Linked DNA regions of Macaca mulatta: region 2 is linked to region 1. The links are chromatin contacts, called in public Hi-C maps. All regions are on one chromosome and are shown on one strand. Each heading gives the region's core, a stretch centred on a gene start, on an enhancer-like site or on the middle of the called end of the contact. The rest is flanking DNA. Distances are from core to core; before and after follow the strand shown. Region 1 holds the start of SPINT2 (serine peptidase inhibitor, Kunitz type 2). Region 2 holds the start of KCNK6 (potassium two pore domain channel subfamily K member 6).

Region 1 (3,233 bases), core at 18-2,517:
ATCTCATTATTTTCCATCCCAGCTCCCGATTCATTTTCTGCATAGCACTGTTAAAGTGTTTTCAGGCCTGGTGTGGTGATTCATGCCTGTAATACAACATTATTGGAGGATGAGACAGGAGGATCCCTTGAAATCAGGAGTTTGAGACCACCTTGGGCAACATAGCAAGACCCGTGTCTCCACAAAAAATTTAAAAATCAGCTGGGTGTGGTGGCTCACATCTGTAGTCCCAGCTACTTGGAAGGCTGAGGTAGGAGGATCCCTTGAGCCCAGGAGGTCAACGCTGCAGTGAGCCAAGATCATGCCATTGCACTCCAGCCTGGGCAACAAGAACAAAACTCCATCTCAAAAAAAAGAAAGAAAGAATTAAAAAAGTGTTTTCAATAATAATGCATTTATTTTGATTACCTTGTTGGCTGTCCTCTACTCGTGTGCCTGCCCCACTCCATTCCCCTTTCTAGAGTTAGCTCACGTAACTCCTCTTCCAGGAAGCCCTCTTTGACTCCCAGGCTTGGTCAGGTGTCTCCTCTGGGATTCCCCAGGGGCTTCCTTTCTCTCAATTCTGATGCTGCCTGTGCTAAGTATTTGTCTCCATATCTGTCCTGAGAACCTTGGAGCCAGGGCCCGGGGCTGTTGTTTTTGCATGGGCCTATCACCTCCTCCAGGAAGCCCTCCTTGGCCCTCTCTCAGGCTGGATGGGAAAGCTGCCTGGGCTCCCATCATGCCCTGGTTTTCTAGCGTCCCAGCCTCTGATCCCTCAGCTTGGCCTTCCCCATCACAGCTTTCATCACTTTGCGCTAAGCTTCCGCTATCACTACTCTGGGCCGTTCCTGCTCGGTGACTCAGGGACCAGTCTGGCACGGCCACCGCTGGGTCCCCAGCATTAAGCCCCGGAGCATGAGCCCAGTGAACTTTGAATTCAGGAAGGAATTCACAGGAAAGCTGCGGGGAGGCGGGCAGAAAACCACAGGCTTCCAAGAAACGCGTGTCTGCCGCCCCCTCCTCCCACCCTGAGACCAGTCCAATGGCGAAGGCCCTCCTCGGACTTCGTCACCAAGCCCACGGGAAGGGTGAAAGGTGCTCAGCGAGCAGGCGTCCCAACCCGCCAGGTTCTGTTGGAGACCAGGCTCGCGCAAGTCCCGCCTCTTCCCCCGGCACCAGGGGCGGGCCCAGGTGCGCCCAGGGCGGGGGAGTGGCCGCGCAGGTGCCGGCCCTTTGCGCCTGCGCCCTGCTCGCCCTGCCTAGCCAGGTGCGCCCCGCCCCTGCCTGCCCTGCCACCTTCGGAAGCCGCTTCCAAAGGCGTTCGCCATTGGCTCTGGCGACCCCCGTGCGTTGGGAGGTGTAGCGGGGCTCTGAACGCGCGGAGGACCGTTGAGTGTCGCAGGCGGCGAAGGTGCGAGGAGCAGACCCAGGCATCGCGCGCCGAGAAGGCCGGGTGTCCCCGCACCGAAGGTCCGGAAAGGCGACTTCCGGGGGCTTCGGCACCTGGCGGACCCTCTCGGAGCGCCGGCACCTGAACGCGAGGCGCTCCAGTGCGCGTGCGCGGCGAGGGGCTTCCCGCACCTGATCGCGAGACCCCAACGGCTGGAGGCTTGTGGCGTCGCCTGCGCGTCTCGGCGGAGCGGGCAATGGCGCAGCTGTGCGGGCTGAGGCGGGGCCGGGCGCTTCTCGCCCTGCTGGGATCGCTGCTCCTCTCTGGGGTCCTGGCGGCCGACCGAGAACGCAGCATCCACGGTGAGGGCCGGGCGGGGAGGCTGGAGGCGGGGCGCAGGGGGCAGGGGCTCGGGGGCCAATGGGGGTCTGAGCAGGGAGAAAGTGGCGGGGGAGGAAACTGGGGGCGACTTGATGGCGTTCAGTGGGTGTGGTGGAACCAGCCCTGGAGGATTGAGCCTTGAGATGAGGTTTGGTAGCCCTCGAGAGCGAAGACGGGCGGAGGAGCGAGGGTTAGGAGAGTTTCCTTCGGGTGAAGGAAGAGTCTAAGGGTATTGACCAAGAAGGCGTGGCACTGTTCCTTCCTGTGGCAGGAGCGGGGTGAGCAGCCGCACTAAAGACCTGCCTCCTCCTGGCGGTGGAATGTACCATGGCCAAAGCCCAGGGAGAGGCCAGGCCTGTGAGAGGGTGGGGGTTGGATTGGTGACCTGGTGGCCGTTTTAGACTAAGGGAAGACTACCTCACCCCTGCCTCTTTGGAGATTGGACGAGAGCCTCCCCCGAAGTTTTTGTAGTTGAGTTGCACTAGGTGCCTGAGAAGGAGGGAGCAAGAAAGGAAACAAGCGTTGGGGAAGAGGAGGCTCTGCTAAGGCGCGAGAGAGTATTGGCAGCTGGAGTTGGGTTCTTTGAATTGGTCCTTAGAAGTCGGTGGCGAATAAGGTGATTTAAACCTCTACACTCTTAAGGAAGTATGGTCTGAAAGGTCTCTTTGAACAAGTGTTGTTATAACCTTAACTGCTTCAGACAAGCACCAGCGGGTTTTGAAAAGAGCTCTCTTGAAAGAATTCATTGATTCAGCAAAACTTAACTGAGGCCCTGCTACGAGTCAGGCACTGGCGCTGGTGATAACAGTTAACTCAGACGAGCTGGGTTCCTGCATTCACAGAGCTAATATTCTAGTGAGAGAGGCAGAGCTAGTGAAGGTTTATTTTATTTTATTTTTTTGATAGAATAAAATCAAATTATGAGTCTCGCTTTGTCGCCCAGGCTGGAGTGCGGTGGCCCGATCTCGGCTCACTGCAAGCTGCGCCTCCCAGGTTCACGCCATTCTCCTGCCTCAGCCTCCGAGTAGCTAGGACTACAGGCGCACACCACCACGCCCGGCTAATTTTTTGTATTTTTAGTAGAGACGGGGTTTCACCGTGTTAGCCAGGATGGTCTCGATCTCCTGACCTCGTGATCCGCCCGCCTCGGCCTCCCAAAGTGCTGGGATTACAGGCGTGAGCCACCGCGCCGCGATATGGAAGGTTTAAAAAGCACTTGCCATGAGATTAAGTTACTGAGAATTAAATGAACCAGGTGAAGTACACCAACAGGGGGACTAAGATGTTGGGGGTGGCTTTAGCTCAGGTGGTCGGTGGAGGTCTCTGTGAGGAGGGTGACATCTGAGCTCTAACATGAAGAATGAGGAGGCAGTAGCCATACAGAGACCTGGGGGACCAGTGTCCAGTTGCAGGCAATAGAGTACAAAGGCCTTGAAGCTGGAACAAGCTTGGTTGGGTTAAGGGAAAAGACAGAACCAGC
Region 2 (2,895 bases), core at 234-2,733, 59 kb after region 1:
TCACCATACTGGCCAGGCTGGTCTCAAACTCCTGACCTCGTGATCCTCCCGCCTCGGTCTCCCAAAGTCCTGGGATTATGGGTGTAAGCCATGGCACCTAAGCTTTTTTTTTTTGTATTTTTAGTAGAGACAGGGTTTCACATGTTGGCCAGGCTGGTTGGCTGGGCACCGTGACTCATGCCTGTAATTCCAGCACTTCGGGAGGCCGAGGCAGGTGGATTACCCTCTTTTTTTTTTTTTTTGAGGTGAAGTCTTGCTCTGTCACCCAGGCTGGTGCAATCTCGCCACCACGCCCGGCTACTTTTTTGCACTTTTATTAGAGATAGGATTTTGCTATGTTACCCAAGCTGGTCTCCAACTCTTGGTCCCAAGTGATTAGCCCACCTCGACCTCCCAAAGTGCTGGGATTATAGGTGTAAACCACCACGCCCAGCCTGCCCTCTCACCACAAATCTCCTTCTCCTGGGTAACTTTTCATCATCAGAAGTATCTTCTTCCATGCCAGGCGCGGTGGCTCATGCCTGTAATCTCAGCACTTTGGGAGGCCTAGGCGGGCGGATCACCTGAGGTTGGGAGTTCGAGACCAGCTTGACCAACATGGAGAAACCCCATCTCTATTAAAAATACAAAATTAGCCGGGCGTGGTGGCCTGCCCCTGTAATCCCAGCTACTTGGGAGGCTGAGGCAGGAGAATCACTTGAACCCGGGAGGCGGAGGTTGTGGTGACCTGAGATTGTGCTGTTGCACTCCAGTCTGGGCAACAAGAACAAAATTAGGTCTCAAAAAAAAGGAAAAAGAAGTATGCTCTTCCAGGAAGCTTCACTGACACCCCTTGGCTGGGTCACATGCCTCCTCTGGGCTCCCACATCTCCATCCCAGCGCAGGGCCTGACACATGGGAGTTGAGGCAAGTTAGATTGAATGAACAAATTAAACACACAGCACACTCACGGAGATGAAGAGACAGGAAAAGGGGGCCAACAGCACAATACAGGTTCGCTTCTTAAATGAGCGGTAGGTATGGCCCTCTGCGCTCACGGGGGGGCACGAAACTGTCCTAAGGGTGTGGGCGACAGCAGGCGGGCACTGGGGAGCCACGGAAAGGTGGGGAGCGGGGAGGGCGGATCGCTAACTGCAAATGAATGAAAGTTGCATTTCTCTGCATGTCGCACGCTATCCTGTCCCAAGTTGTTTTCTTCTAAAGGAATTTCCTAAAGAATCGCCCCCCAAGGCGCCCCCTACCCAGACCTGGCATCCCAGCGCTGTGCACACCTCGGGGTTCCAGATCCTTGATCTCGTGACCTCCGACCTGCAGTGACCTCGCCAACCGCCGCGGCCGCCCCGCCACGCCCCTGCCCGCCCGATCTCCTCCGCCGGCCACGTACGCCACTTACGCAGCCGGGGCGTCCCCGCCGCCGCTGCCGCCGCCAAGCCTGCCGGGTGCATCCTTCGTCTTCGCCTTCGCCTTCGCCGCCGCCGCCGCCACCGCCTCAGCCGCGGTTCGGAACGTGCCCGCCCGGCTCCCGTACCCACGCCCCGCCGGCGAAGAGACAGCCAATGGACGTCAGGATTGAGGGAAGGCCACGCCCTCCCACGGAGGCCTTGGCGAGTGGGCGGTGCCTTACGTAAGAGGCGGAGACTGGGTTACTGGGCTCCTGCTGTAAAGCGAGTCAGGGCCTGAGGGGCAGGAGGGCGGGGCCGGGAACAACCCCAGGAGGAGGCGGTGTCTGCCATGACAGAAAGTGACTGTGTCTGCCCTTTGCGGGTGCTCACGCCGGTAACTCCAGCACTTTGGTAGGCCGAGGCGGGAGGATTGCTTGAGCCCAGGGGTTCGAGACTAGCCTGAGCAACATAGTGACCTCGCCCCACCTCATCCCTACAAAGTTGTTTTTTTTTGTTTGTTCTGTTGTTTTGGTTTTTTGTTTTTTGTTTTAATTTAGCCAAGCGCAGTGACTTATGCCTGTAATCTCAGCACTCTGGAAGGCCGAGGATCGCTTGAGCCCAGGAGTTCGAGACCAGCCTGGGCAACAGCAAGATCTCCATCGCTACAAAACATTTTTTAAAATGTAAATATCGAGCGAAAGGGTCGATGGGAAATGCAGTTCTCTACAGACAGGCGTTCCATTTGGGTCGTTGAGAGCACTGGAGAGCCAGAGAAGGCTGTGGAGCAGGGAAAAGAGAAACATTTGTGTTCCTGAGGGGCTAATAGGAGTTGTAGGGGCTTATACAATTTTTGACAGCCCTTAGGTATTAAAGTAATTATTTATTTATTTTGAGACAGGGTCTTGCTCTGTTTCCCAGGCTGCCTCGGACCCTCTGGGCTCAAGTGATCCTCCTGCCTCAGCCTCCCCAGTAACTGGGACCACAGGCATGCACCACCATGCCCAGCTAATTTTTAGTCAAAACAGGATCTTGCTATGTTGCCCAGGCTGGTCTCGAATTCCTGGGCTCAAGCCATCCTCCTGCTTCAGCCTCCTAAAGCGTTAGGATGACAGACATGAGCCACAGTGCCCAGCCTTAAAGTGAATATTTACAGTGAGAAAAGGAAATCCAACAAGTTAGGTGAGAAGAACCAGGTGTCTCTCTTGGAAGAGATCTTAAGGCAGTTTCCCAGAAATTCATAAAAATGTTCTCACATTGCAACCTGGTTCCCTCTGTCCACCAAAAGCATTCTACAACCCCCAGCAACTCATAGCACACAGGTGCACCTGCAAGTGAAGAGCCCTGCCGACCAAGCGTCCTTAGTCTCTCCCCTCTCTGCCCCTCAGTCTCCCCCTTTCTCTCCCTCTCAGACTCCCCGACTTATCTCAGGAAAACATAGTGGTGGAAGTTACTTCTGCGCAGCGATAGCACATCCGGAAGGATGTCAGCAAGTGACCCTATCGCTGTGGCTTCC

Evidence for each region. A called contact is a pair of places that touch in the nucleus more often than the background predicts.
Region 2: a contact with region 1 is called in a Hi-C map of cortical neurons, with 2.2 times the contacts expected there. The contact joins the promoter of KCNK6 here to the promoter of SPINT2 in region 1. A contact is called at or near these places in 4 of 14 Hi-C or Micro-C datasets (cortical neurons, fetal cortex germinal zone, fibroblasts and 1 more).

What each region holds. Positions count from the first base shown.
Region 1 is chr19:49,337,462-49,340,694 of T2T-MMU8v2.0, forward strand. SPINT2 (serine peptidase inhibitor, Kunitz type 2) reads left to right here and starts at 1,268. Exons shown (of 7, transcript NM_001194343.2): 1 at 1,268-1,734. The coding sequence starts at 1,629. The region is part of intron 1 of C19H19orf33 (chromosome 19 C19orf33 homolog); the gene reads left to right.
Region 2 is chr19:49,396,700-49,399,594 of T2T-MMU8v2.0, forward strand. It overlaps KCNK6 (potassium two pore domain channel subfamily K member 6), which reads left to right and starts at 1,484. Exons shown (of 7, transcript XM_015123843.3): 1 at 1,484-1,624; 2 at 1,940-2,065. YIF1B (Yip1 interacting factor homolog B, membrane trafficking protein) reads right to left here and starts at 1,513. Exons shown (of 9, transcript XM_077982612.1): 1 at 1,394-1,513. The coding sequence starts at 1,445.